2 separate regions of the Mus musculus genome follow, and region 2 is linked to region 1. Evidence: chromatin contacts called from public HiChIP or PLAC-seq data. All regions are on one chromosome and are shown on one strand. The core of a region is the stretch at or near the end of the contact, and the rest is flanking DNA. Distances in the headings are between cores, read along the strand shown.

What was found. HiChIP or PLAC-seq counts read pairs in DNA pulled down with a chosen protein or histone mark.
Region 2: a contact with region 1 is called in an HNF4G HiChIP or PLAC-seq map of pancreatic cancer cells. The contact joins the promoter of Rrp7a here to the enhancer-like site in region 1. A contact is called at or near these places in 3 of 39 promoter capture datasets (the 3T3-L1 cell line, embryonic stem cells and liver), 1 of 484 Hi-C or Micro-C datasets (stem cell-derived neural stem cells), 3 of 115 datasets of contacts at active chromatin or transcription factors (embryonic stem cells and pancreatic cancer cells) and 4 of 9 other capture datasets (adipose tissue, embryonic stem cells, liver and 1 more).

The regions. Positions count from the first base shown.
Region 1 is chr15:83,334,723-83,341,695 of GRCm38.p6, forward strand. Arfgap3 (ADP-ribosylation factor GTPase activating protein 3) reads right to left here. Exons shown (of 16, transcript NM_001357756.1): 3 at 1,932-2,004. Among named protein-coding and RNA genes, the nearest start is that of Gm51290, 3.6 kb to the right of the region's middle. Within about 2 kb of position 3,934, at least 51 of the 459 cell types and tissues checked have an H3K27ac peak or open chromatin away from gene starts, as enhancers often do. A contact at or near this core is called in pancreatic cancer cells, where this site is marked.
Region 2 is chr15:83,119,222-83,126,194 of GRCm38.p6, forward strand. It overlaps Rrp7a (ribosomal RNA processing 7 homolog A (S. cerevisiae)), which reads right to left and starts at 3,580. Exons shown (of 7, transcript NM_029101.4): 1 at 3,441-3,580; 2 at 2,611-2,753; 3 at 671-796; 4 at 1-81. The coding sequence starts at 3,513. Poldip3 (polymerase (DNA-directed), delta interacting protein 3) reads right to left here. Exons shown (of 9, transcript NM_178627.4): 9 at 6,747-6,973.

The DNA of each region.
Region 1 (6,973 bases), core at 2,684-5,183:
CAGCATAGAAGGTCTAAAGTAAACTTCCCTTTCGAGAGAGGATCGTGGGCCAGAGAGATGGCTCAGTAGGTACAGACGCCTGCTGCAAACCCTGACAGCCTGAGTTCAATCCCTGAGACTCTCGGGAAGAGAGATTCAGCTCTGGCAAGTTGTCCTTTGACCTCTACACACGAACCAGGGCAGGTGCAGGAGCATGAGAGCACATACACGCTAAGAGATAAATGTCATAAAGAACTGAAAAGGAGGATCCCTTCCAATATAGTGACAATATTTTCATATTGAACAGTTATGGATTGATCAATGGATGAATGGATTGTTGGGGGGAGTACATGTGGAGGTCATGTGACAACTTGGGGGACTCTAGTGTCTCCTTCCAGAAAGTGGGTTCCAGGTATAGAGGCTAGGTCATCTGGCTCGACAGCAAGCTGAATCATCTCAGGTCCTAATGTTAATCTTTTGATAAAACCAGACACAAGACTAGATAGGAGAACGAGCCCATTGCTTTTCGAACCACCTCTGTGGGCTCGGTGATGGGCAGGGTCTCACTATGTATGCCTGTGAGCTCAGACCAACCAGGGATGCACAGTCACAAAAGGAAAGCCAGGCAGGACAAACATGGTGTCTTAGAGAATAAACATGACAACTTTTCATTTCTCTGATGGCCACGCCCTCCACAGAGTGCCTCAACTCAGAATTAGAGTTCTTCTTCTTTCTTCCCTCCTCTTTCTCTCTTTCTTTCTTACTTTTTTGGGGTGGTGGGTGGGGAACGTCAGGGTTTCTCTGTATAGCCCTGGCTGTCATGGGGCTCACTCTATAGACCAGGCTGGCCTTGAACTCAGAGATCCACCTGCTTCTGCCTCCCGAGTGCTGGGATTAAAGGCATGTGCCTCCATGACCTGGCTACAGGATCATGTTTCTTAGTTCTTAATTTTTCTCATTAGGAAATACAGAACCCAACATAACTTTGAAATACTCTACTATCTTCTTTTTGCTTAGGAATAATAAAAACAGTTGAGAAATTCTGATCTAAGGCAATTTTACATTTTTGGAAGTCAATATTTTAGACTTAAGATTTTGATTTTAGGGCTGGAGAGATGGCTCAGCGGTTAAGAGCACTGTCTGCTCTTTCAAAGGTCCTGAGTTCAAATCCCAGCAATCACATGGTGGCTCACAACCATCTGTAATGAGATCTGATGCCCTCCTTCTGGGGTGTCTGAAGACAGTTACAGTGTACTTACATATAATAAATAAATAAGTCTTTAAAAAAGATTATGATTTTAAATATTTAAGCCTAGACATAATTTTTGAGATATATACTAATGTAGTTTCTTTTCTTTCTAGCATCTCACCATATAGTCCTGGCTAGCCTGGAACTCCTTATGTAGACCAGGCTGGCCTCAAACTCACAAAGATCCTCCTTGTTCCTGCTTGCTGGGTGTCAGGGATTCCTGTATCAGGTGTGGCCACCACATGGGACCACATATGATTTCTTGCATTTGGTTCAATTGCACCTCAGAAAGGACCCCAGACACCAGTTGGTATCATTTGGAAACAAATGGGACATCAGTGTCTCAAAAGATGTTTCTGGCTAGACCGTTCTCTTCTTTGACAACTCTGTCCCTGTGTCTGACATGCTCTGCTCCTTTTTACCCTCTCGCTCTCCTGTCACCGCCTGTCCCAACAAGTCCCCTTCTTCTTTCATGTCTTCTGTTGGCCTTGCCTTTTTGTGTGACCCACTGAGTTCAGTTAGGGATGCTGGCAGAAGCATGGGGTGGGGCTATTTATTGGAGCCTGAACAATGATCCTCTGGCTACAGCACTGAAGAAAACGAACCCTGTCGTGCCCCTGCCCCAGAAGACACACACACACTGGCTCCACTGGAAAGGTTTCTGGTCTACCAGCAGAGGGAAGGGCAAGTCCGGGGGACTTACAGCATTTGAGTTCCCTCCAACTTGCATGCATCGAAGCTGGAACCACGACCAGTTTGAATCCAGCTCTGTGGACCTGAGAGGAACACAAAGGTTACAAGATGTGAAACTCTCCATCTCTGGCATCAAACTGCTAAACTTCCAAAATGTTCCCTCAGGGCTGGAGAGATGGCTCAGTAGTTAAGTAGTTAAGATGGCTGACTGCTCTTCTAGAGGTTGTCCTGAGTTCAATTCCCAGCAACCACATGGTGGCTTACAATCATCTTTAAGGGGATCTGATGCCCTCTTCTGGCCTGCAGACATACATGCAGCAAGAAAGCTGCATACATAATAAATAGATAAATCCAAAAATATGAAAACAAAAACAAACAAACAAAAACAAGAAACATTTCCTTGCACTGTGGGATTTGGGGAGTTCTGTGTGGCCAGGCCTGGTGCTGTGCACCTGTTACCCCTGTAACCCACACAGGCAGGGGCAGAGCCTTGACAGATTTCCCTATAACCCTGTTTCAGTGCCCCCAAGGGGTAAGACAGGAGCCCAGGGTGAGCACTATGGCTGCTATGTGTTTGCCTTACCCACATGTGTGTCTGTGCACCATGTGTATACCTGGTCTACACCTAGAGCTACACACAGTTATGAGACTCCACATGCATGCTGGGAACCAAACCTGGGTTCTCTGGAAGAATAGCCAATACTTTTCATCACTGAGCTATCTTTCCATCCTCTTCTCTTTTTCTTTAACATTTATTTTTATTATGTACATGTATGTTGCATCTGTCACATATATGCCTATGGATGGGGTCACGGGTGCGTCGCCATCTGACGGGACTGCTGGGAGCTGAACCTGGGTCTTCTACAAGAGGAGCAAGTGCTCTTAACTAAAACTGGAGTCACCTCTCCAGCTCCGGTTAGGCAGGGCTCTTAAACTGAGCTGCCAGGGATTCCTGCGGAGCCCTAGACCCCCCAAGACAAAGGTGGTAAAGGCCTATGTACGCCCACCCCAGCAGGCAGAAGCCTTAGGCAGTACCCACTGCCACAGGAAGAGCTGCTGCTTGGCAGAGTCCTATGAAAGCCGAGTGCTGAGGGAAAAAAAAAGTGCTCTTGTTAACCGCTGAGGCGAGGAGATGGAGACGCAGGCCCTGCTCAGGCTCTTTTTTAATCCCTTGAGCGGTCAGTCACCTGGCTGAGTCTGAGCGCCCCTGTGAACAGCTCTGCCCGGGTCCTGGCCTAGGCATCACGTCTGGTTTGTCTGTACTCACACTCCTAATTTGCTTCATTGACTACCAACCAAAGACGGTTTAGAAATTACTTTGTCCTTTGTAAAAATCACTAACATGAAATTCAACCTAAAAACAAAACCTGCCCTTGGTTAACTATATCATCCATGGCACACTGTTCCCAGTGTTCACATGTGAGAGCTACAGCTGTCTGTGTGTGCATGTGTGTGGCTGGCAGAGGTAGTGAGAGAAAGAAGGGAGGGGCCAGTGCAGGAGCTTCCGTCTCTCATTTGCATACTTGGGGCTGCTGAAACTTTTTCACTGTGGGTGTTTGTGTTTTTCTGGGTCTTTTGAGGTCAATTAGGTTACTCTTAGACTCCCCAGGGCTGGGGTTCCTTTCATGTGCCACTGTGTCAGGCTTGGGATGGCTTGTTTGTCTGATTTTGTCTTTCTGTAGTCCTGGCTAGCCTGGACTTCACTATGTAGACCAGGCTAGCCTTAACTCAGCAGTGAGTGCCCTGGACTTTCTCCCGCCCACAGCCTTGGCAGCTGCCTTTGGCTCAGTGTTCTTTACTTGTTATTTTTTGAATCTTCCATAAGCATGTGACTCATACATTTATCTGACTTTTAAAAGGTGCAAGCTTGAACCTGCACAGGCCCAACAGATCTCGCTGTCCAGGTTCCAGGCCAGTCCTCTTCCTACCTGGTTTCCTGGAACTCTGTGCATGGGCACATGCCTCAGAGGTGATCATAGGACAGAACAGCACAGGCAGAGGAGGGGCAGCTGTGGGTGGCCTCATGTCCGGTCTTTCTATACTCTGGACAGGGTGTGGCACTGTGTATGAACAGCTCGTGACCAATCTGGGAAAAACATTCTCAAAAGTAAGTCTGGAAGCTGGGGGGAGGGGTGGTGGTGCAGGCGGCTCACATCTATAATCTTAGGAGGCAGAGGATGGAAGATTACAAGTTCACGGCCAGTGTGGACCACAGAGTGAGTTTAAGGCCAGCCCAGGCAATGTGTGAGAACCTGTCTCAAAATAAAAGTACTGAGAGGCTGGGCATTCACTTCCCTGTAGCGCACATTCTACCAGGTCAACTGCCTAGCATCCATTAATGTGGCGTTCATACATACACGGTCCTCAGTTCATCTGCTCCCCCGCCCCCCCCCCCCCGCTATGAAGTTATTCACTTAGTTATAACCACAAACAAAAATTAACTCAAACTGGGCGTGGTGGCATAGACCTTTAGTCCCAGCACTTGGGAGGCAGGGACAAGTGAATCTCTGTGAGTTTAAGGACAGCCTAGTCTACATGGCAAGTTCCAGGACATCCAGCACTACATGGTGAGACCCTATCTAAGTAACAAAAACAAAACTCAAAAGGGTCAAAGACATAAATGTGGTATTTGAAACCATAAAACCCTTGGAAAGAACAGGATGAAAACCTCCAGCAGTGGGTTTGATGTGTGCGCCTCGGCAAGGATCCAAAAGGCATACACTAACAGGATGTCAGGAAAGACAAGTGTATCAACAAACAGAGCCAGGAGGTGGTGATGATGGTGGTGGCTCACCCCTTTAATCCCAGCACGCAGGTGGCAGAGACAGGAAGATTTTTAAGTTTGAGGCCAGTCTGGTCTACAGAGCGAGTTCCAGGAAAGCCAGGGTTACACAAGGAAACCCTGTCTTGAAAGACAGACAGACAGACAGAAAGAAAGAGTACTGATACAGCCATTAGGAAAGAAAGAAAGAAAGAAAGAAAGAAAGAAAGAAAGAAAGAAAGAAAGAGGGAGACAGACAGACAGACAGAAAGAAAGAAAGAAAGAAAGAAAGAAAGAAAGAAAGAAAGAAAAAGAAAGAAAAGAAAATCGATACATCCATCAGATGGGAGGAAATATTTTCAAATTGTATCTATTATAAGGGATCAATATATGGCAAACATAAAGAACTCTGAAAGCTCAATATAACAAACAACTCAATCCAAACCAGGGTGCAGGAACACAGACGTCCATCGTGCATGAGAAGATGCTGAGCGCTAACCACTGGGAAATTCATACCAGAAATAAAAGGAGAAACTACCTCACACCCAATGGCTGGTGCGAGAGGGTGGGGAGGGAGGGAGGGAGGGAGGGAGGGAAGGAGGGAGGGAGGGAGGGAGGGAGGGAAGGAGGGAGGGAGGGAGGGAGGGAGGGAGTGAGTCTTGGCTAAGGGTCTGGCTCAGCAGCAGAATACCCATGCAGCATGCCCGAGGCCCCTGGTGTAGTCTTCAGCACTACAGAAAAGAAAAGAAGAGCAGGAGCAGGAGGGTAAGGACCAGGAAGAGGAGGAGAGGAAGAGGAGGAAAGGAAGAGGAGGGGAGGAAGAGGAGGAGAGGAAGAGGAGGAGGAAGATGCTGAGTGCCGATGAAGATAAGCAGAAATGGCGGGATGTATGGTGGCCGAGTCATTCTGGACAAGGAGGGGCTTCCTCACAAGAGGAGAAATATAGTTATCACCTGAGTTGTTGACAGCACTTCCGAGTGCTGTCCTCAAGGGGCTCAGGACAGTTCTCAAAGTGACAAGTGTATACACATGCTCAGGGCAGCTTTATTTCCATGGCTACCATGTGGGAGCAATTCAAGTGTCTACCCATGGTTGGACAGACAAGCAAATCAGTGTTTATAGATCCCTAGAGCGTTATTCAGTCTCAGCAAGGAAAGGGTTATGGAGGAATGGATGGTAAGAGTGAGCTAAGTGCAAAGTCAAGCCAGTGCAAAACAGCAAGCATCCAAACTCTATCCATACACGCCGTGAAGGCTTGGGTCAGTGACCGCAGCCTCCTGCGAGCCGTGAAGGCTTAGGTCCCAGCTGGTGGATCTCTCTGGAAGGGTATGGCACCTCAGGAGGTGGAGCCTTGCTGGAGGATGTCAGTCAGAGAGGCTTTAAATTCTGAGAACCTTGCCCCTCTTCCTAATCTCTCTCTGCTTTCTGGCTGTCAGGCTGACCTCATTTCCTGCTGCGATTTTTTTTTTAAACCATTATGGATTCTCCCTTTAGAATCCTGAGCCAAAATGAACTCTCCTTAAGTTGCTTTTGGATATATGTTTTATCACAGGAACAGATTGAAAACTAGAACATGAAAGTATTAAAATAGGCAAATCATAAACTGGGTGGTGTCGGTGTATGCCTTTAATCCCAAGTACTCGGGATGCAGAGGCAGGCAGATCTCTGTGGGTTTGAAGCCAGCCTGGTCTACAGAGTGAGTTCCAGGAGAGCCAGGGCTACATGGAGAAATGATGTCTTGAAAAGCCAAAATAATAATAATAATAATAATAATAATAATAATAATAATAATAACAACAACAGCCAAAAACACAACAAGTATGCGATGGCACACTCCAAACATTCTGGAACCAGAATCTCAGACAAAGGAAGATGACTGAAATTTTGAAACAAGCAATAATACTCAAAGCAATTCCCTTTTCTTAGTAATTACCTATGCAGTTAGCCAGCCAGCTACACCATGCCCTCAGGTGGGCTGGTGGCTCTGGATGCTTATTGCTCTTGAAGAGGAACTGAGTTCTGTTCCCAGAACACACGTGACACACACTTGCCTGTAACTTCAGCCCTAGAAGATTGGAGGGTGTCTGCTGGCCTCCATAGACAACCACATACATACATGCACACACCTACCACACACACACACACACACACACACACCCCTACCCACCCACAGATACTCACACAGATTTAAAAAAATTAAAGACAGAAGATGTTATAGCCATCACTGTATAGTTTCTCTGCTGATATGTAAAAAGTCTCATCTTTATTGGTTTTTTCATACAGGGATAAAT
Region 2 (6,973 bases), core at 2,330-4,829, 220 kb before region 1:
AACCAGCAATGGGCCCTTCAGGTTCAAGGCGGCCGACACTCCACTTGGCTTCTGGAACACCACATAAGCTACCTGAAAGCCCTGGAGGGAGAGAGACTGTATAGAGCCTTCCCACTTGTGACACAAGGTCCCCACACCTGCCTGGGACCAGGGGATGTAGGCGGTCACCTATCATCCCAGAGTGAGAGGGAGGGACAGCCATGCTCCTAGCTAGTCAACTGTTCCTGGGACACCTGTCCTAGCTCTTCCCCAGAGGCGGCACTCTTGAGGACTCAGTGGAAAGCAGGCTCACCCCAAGCTAGGGCAGGTCATAAACAGACAAGGCACAAACTCAGGGTCAGACTCCCTTGTATGTCACGTACAGGTGGAGCACCTGGGGAGAGAGGGGAACAGGAAGAAGGCTCCTAGAGCCAGGACACTTGTCCCAAGGAGGACCCCGCTGAAGTGGGAAGTGGGCTCTGGGAGACAGCAGGGCAGAGAGGGAAAGAGGAAGACAAAGAATGTGGCACGTCTGAGAGAATCAGAAGCCATCACTCTTACAACCTCCTAAATCACACATTACAGAGACTGCTATAGGGAATGGTCTCTCTGAAAGCCTACTGCTGAGCCCACCCAGGCCCCAGCCCCTTCCCCTGACTCCAGTGGAACCTGGTGTTACTGGGCAGCCTACCGGCACCGGCTTGGGATGGAAAAACTGTGACTTTGGCTCCGTGGGGCTCTCGGCAAGGTCGGGCTTCTCCTGCAGCTCCACTGTCTTGATGGTGCCGCAACAGGAGAGGCACCGAGACAGGCTCTCCTACCAGGGTCAGAGGGAGGCAAGGTATGAACACATAAGCTCCTTAGAGCATCCCGGCACCCGTAACAACCAAAGGACTCAGAGTCCAAACCTACGATGCCCAGGGCGCCCAGGTGCCCTAACAGTGACCAGGTCCCACGACAGCATGGAGGCAGGTGTCCCCAAGGTAAGAACTCTCATGTGACAAGTAATTTGGCCTCACCACCCACACAGCCGTTAATCACTGCAGTATCACTAAGAGTAGGAGGGGGTTTCTCAGGTCTGCTCATTACACAGACGTGCTCAGCCCTTGATAGGTACCAAGTAGACGGCTCAGCCCTTCCCTCCAACCTGCTGCCCAGGCTGGCACTGAATTCAGTCTGTACCCAAAATGGGCCCTGGACCACCACCACCACCAACACCACCACTACTTTTCTTCATCTTCTTTTTTGGCAACAAGTGACATACCATCAATTTTTAAAAAAAGATTTACGTATTTTATGTATAGTAGTGCTCTATCTGCATGTACACCTACATGCCAGAAAAGGGCATCAGATCCTATTACACATGGTTGTGAGCCACCATGTGGTTGCTGAGAATTGAACTTAGGATCTCTGGGAGAATAGCCAGTGCCCTTAACTGCAGAGCCATCTCTCCAGCCCCAGTCTTGAACTTCTGATCTTCCTGTCCTCAAAATCTGATTTATGTGGTCCTGGGGACTGAACCCAGGGCTTCATAATATTAGGCCAGCACTCTGCCACTGAACTACACCATAATAATAATAATAATAATAATAATAATAATAATAATAAAAAATCCCATCAGGCACCGTGATTCATAGCTGAAATCCCAGAACTCATGGGATGTGTTGTGTCCATGTATGTGGGGTAGATATCTAGGAGTTCGAAGCCAGCCTTGACTACACAATGACTTCCAGGATAGCCAGGGCTACTACATTAGGAGACCAAGAAATAAAGAAAAAAAGGGGGTGGAGTGGGGCGAATCATCTCAAACTTAGCAAATCATGTCTCCTGTCATTTACATAATATGTAAGTCTGAGATGTAGAGAGCTGGCCTCTTTTGGAAATGCCCTGGGCTCTATCTCCAATACAACAAGTAAATAAACCTTTAAAAAAAATTTTTTTGAGCTTTTTCTGGTTTCTCTGGTTAGCCCTCACTGTCCTGGAACTCGCTCTGTAGACCACCAGGCTGGCCTCAAACTCAGAGATCCAAACTTGCCTCTGCTTCTGAGTGCTGGGATTAAAGCCGTGTGGTGGCACAGGCATGCAATCCCAGAATTCCAGAGGTAAAGGCAGAGGATCATGAGTGCAAGGCCAGCCTCACCTACACAGTGAGTAGGAAGCCAGCTCATGCTGCAAGAGACCCCGTCTGAAACAGAACTACAAATGTCATGCTTTCTGTAAAAAATTAATAAGTATGTCTAGAAAGAACTGCAGTGATTACTGTTAGACTTGTCTTTTAAAAATGAAAAACTAACAGACAAACAAATAAAATAATGGTTGGAAGGATAATTTCCAAACCAGGTGTGACCACTCATAACTGTAATGAGTTGAGACGGGGAGGGTGGGGAAGTACAGCAAGTTCGAGGCCAGCCTGAGCCTCAGGAAGTTCTGAACAGCCCAGGGAGAGGGGGACCCTGCCTAGACGGCGGCAGGGAGAAAAAAAAAAAAACAAAACATATTTTTATTCTGAAACTCCCAGTCTTTCAACATCCTCCACTGAGGGTTTTGTAGGAATTTCCATCTGACCACCAGGATTCTGTAGGGCCCGTGGCAAGCCCCCATTCACAACCCACTGGTCTACCAGACTCTTACCTGTGTGCAGTACGGGGGCACATTAAGGATAAAAAGGGTTCGATCGGGAGGCCATGTGGACTGGGTGCCTTGGCGAACTCGGTGCTGTCTCATGTAGAGGTAATGAGGAGCCTGCTGCTTTGCCGAGAACTTGACTGGAACAGCTAACAGGGGAAACGAGCGCAGGAGAGTTTGGGGTACCCTGAAAGGAGGTCTGTGTCTATGCCACCCAAGTTCCAATTCACTATGTCTCTTTCTAGCTCCATCGGCCCGCCTGTTCATCCACCCATCCACGGGAAGCTGGAGGGAAATGTATTCGGATAATCACCGCAGGAGGCTGAGGGGGCGGGCACAGTGTTGCGTTCTCGGAGCATCCGCTGTCTGACATCATCAGCCCCCCCCCCCCCCCCCCATAGCATGGGCTGCTCTGCTTGGCACACCAACTCTCTTCCCTCCACCCATTCTTCGTTTAGGGCTAACTCCCCCCCCCCCACCCCTCCTGCCGACTTAGCCCCACCTTCCCAGTTAAGTCTACACCAGTGGGATGCGAATCTCGGGGCTGGGAGGGCGACAGCTGCGGAAGCGCTTGTTAAAGAACGAGACACGAGCAGAACAGCGGATAACTAGCTTCTGAGGACGACGAAGCTGCAACGCTGGGCCTAGGACGCCTGGCGCCGCCTGGAGGAACCGCGCCCGAGCCCAAGGCCTTTCGGAGGAACAGCCGCGGAATCAGCACCCAGAGTCGGGGCGGCGGGGTCCTGCACCCCGATACCTGACGAGTTGCCAGGGCCTCTGCCACCTGCAAGCCACCTTCCCGCAAAATGGTGGGTCCCTGGCCCTCAGCTGCTCACCTGAATACCCCGGTGGGCTCGGTATGCTCTCCTCGTGGCCGCCAGCCTTCCGTTTCTTCCTGCGAGACACCATCTTGGCCAACTGGGAGCGCAGAGACGGCTGGGAGTTCCGTGTTCCGGCGCCGCTGCGTTTCCACGACGACGGCGTCACGCGGGGCCCCGCCCTCTCAGCCCTAGGCCCGCCTCCCGGGATCTTGCCCGGCCCTAAGATTTAGCCTTCCCTGTCCTATTGGGAAGTAGAGGGAGGCTGGAGCAATAAATGGAAAGAGCACTGGCTGCTCTTCCAGAGGATAGGGGTTCGTTTCCGATCACTCAAAAATTATCTGGAACCCAGTTCCAGGACACGTGGTGCACAGGCACACTCAACACATAATTTTTGTTTGTTTTTCGAGACAGGGTTTCTCTGTGTAGTTCTGACTGTCCTCACTCTAGACCAGGCTGGCCTCGAACTCAGAAATCCGCCTGCCTCTACCTCCCAAGTGCTGGGATTAAAGGCGTGTGCCACCACTGCCCGACTATAATTTTTTTTTTTCTTTGAGACAGGGTTTCTTTGTATAGCCATGGCTGTCCTGGAACTTTCTCTGTAGACCAGGCTGGCCTCGAACTCAGAAATCTGCCTGCCTCTGCCTCCCGAGTGCTGGGATTAAAGGCGTGTGCCACCACTGCCTGGCTTATTTGAGATTTTTTTTTTAAAGATTTATTTATTATTTTACATAAGTACACTGTAGCTGTCTTCAGACATACCAGAAGAGGGTGACAGATCTCATTACGGATGGTTGTGAGCCACCATGTGGTTGCTGGGATTTGAACTCAGGACCTCTGGAAGAGCAGTCAGTGCTCTTACCCGCTGAGCCATCTCACCAGCCCCCGACTATAAATTTTTAAAAAATAAATAGCATTCCGTATAAATCGTGGTGCAACTGGGATTTTGTGCAGTGAGATGCCATGAACAGTCAGTCTCTTTAGTTGAGAGAGCAAGGGGCTGAGAGGCCTGGGGTTGAAACTGTAAACAAAGAGTACTTGCTGGCAAGCCTGACATCTTGAATTACATCCATGGAAGATGAGAATTGTTTTCAGCAAGTTATCCTTTGACCTCCACACCCACTCCATGGCTTATGCCTCATGGCATGAGCTCTCTCCCTCAAGAAAATACTGTGTGTGTGCTGAGACAGGATTTCACCATGTAGCCTGGGCTGACCTGAGGCTAGCTATGTAGACTAGGCTGGGTTCAGTTTCACATGAGATCTGTCTGCCTCTGTCTCCTCCAGTGCTGGGATTAAAGGTGGACACTGCCACACATCACCCATGCTTGGCAGATTTTTTAAATTTTTACAAACTGAAGTGAGCCCAAATAAACTTTATCCATCTGGGCATGGCTTTAATCCTGGCTGAAGCAGGAGGATACTTGTGTGTTCATTAGGGTTACCGTTGCTGTGATGACACACGACTAAGAAGTAATGTGGGGAGGAAGGCTTTATTTCCAGTTTCATGAAACAGTTCATTAGAAGCAGCGAGAGCAGTAACTCCAGCAGGTCAGGAACCCTGAGGCAGGGGCTGATGAAACGTACTGACTTGCTTCTCGTAGTTTGCTCCATTGGATTTCTTAGAGACCCCAGGACCACCAGCCCAGGGAGGGCCCCACCCACAATGAGCAGGGCCTTCCCCCAACTAATCACTTATTAAGAAGATGCTGGCTCCCTACAGCTGGAACTCAGAGACATTTTTTCAGTTGCGGTTCCCTCCTTTCAGGTGACTTGCTAGTGTCAAGTTGACATATAAGTAGGTGTGAGGCCTGGTTTGCAGGAACAAGGGAGCTGTTGTCTCACTCTGGAGAACTTAAACTCCCAGGAATACTTTACAGTGTACAGGTGATCTGTGGCATCAGGAAAGTAGCTACTTGCTGACAGGGATAGAATAGTACTTGGAAAGGGACAGCCTGAGAAACCTTCCGCTGCAGCCCAGCCATGTGCTCAGAGGCTGTCATTGTGAGGTGGAAAGAGACACCTTCAACTCTGCACCCGCAAGAGCACTCCCAGCTAGCAAAGAAAGGGATTTCCTGCTCCCAGACAACTGCCTAGAAGTTTACCTTCCACACAGAAGCTGCTGCTACTGTGCTGGGAGGGACCAGAACCCCGTCAAGCTGGCCAGACCTGGCATTCTCGTGGTACTGGTGTATGTGACAAAGCTGGAAGGAGGCAAGGCTCATTCCACAGCGTAACCTTTATGGTGAAGCCTGGGCTGCATTAGAGACTCCAAGATGATAGAGACGTCAGAGGCATGGATATCTAATAGAAAGCTGCATGTGAGAAGTGGAACCAGCTAGGGAGTTGTTGCAGAAAGCAAATCTGGAGGGGCAGGGCTATCTAAACTCTTGGAATCCGAAGTCTCCTTCACTGCACATGGAGCCACTGGGTTTAGTGTTTGTACTGCAGGGTTTTGGTCCATGGGAATGTACACTCTTTTTTTTTTTTTTTTTTTTTCATTTTTCGAGACAGGGTTTCTCTGTGTAGCCCTGGCTGTCCTGGAACTCACTTTGTAGACCAGGCTGGCCTCAAACTCAGAAATCCGCCTGCCTCTGCCTCCCGAGTGCTGGGATTAAAGGCGTGCGCCACCACGCCCGGCTGGGAATGTGCACTCTTGAGTGTACTTTGGAAGTATATATAATCTCTGATCTTAAGAATTTACGGGCTGGTGAGATGGCTCAACGGGTAAAAGCACCGACCGACTGCTCTTCTGAAGGTCATGAGTTCAAATCCCAGCAAACCATATGGTGGCTCACAACCACCCATAACAAGATGTGACGCCCTCTTCTGGTGTGTCTGAAGACAGCCACAGTGTATTTACATATAATAAATCTTAAAAAAAATATTTAAAAAAAAAAAAGAATTTACTTTGAGGCTGGAGAGATGATTCAGGGGTAAGACCACTGGCTGTTCTTCCAAAGGACCAGGGTTTGTTCCCAGTACCTACAAGGCAGCTTACAACTGTAACTCCAGTTCTCCAGGCACCATCTAGTTCTCTTCAAGCATCAAGTATGCCCATACACTTGTGCACTTGCGCATGTATGCACATGCACACACACACACACAGAAATGTGTGTGTGGGAACAGCCCAGAGCCAACAAGCTAGCTCAATAGGTAAAGGTGTTTACCCTTAAGCCTGATAAAACTGAGTTTCAATCACAGAACCCATGTGGCAGAAGGAGAGAATAGACTCCCTCAGGTTGGCCCCTGACCACCACACATGGGTCATGAAATGTACAGACATCCAATAAATATAATAAAATCCATGAAAAAAGACATTATAGCTCAAAGTTAGGAATAACAAACATTTATTGAGAAGTGGAAAGTAACAAGGCCCTCTTTTCTCCTGAACAAGACACAAAGAAATAATGCAAGGGAGTGGGGGACATGAGGGTTGGCCCACCTTCTTTTCTGTTTCCCAAGATGACATTATGATGCAAACACCCAAGTCCCCAAAGTACCACCTGGCCAGGAGGGTGCCCCAGCACGCCTAACTCACAAAGCAGGGGA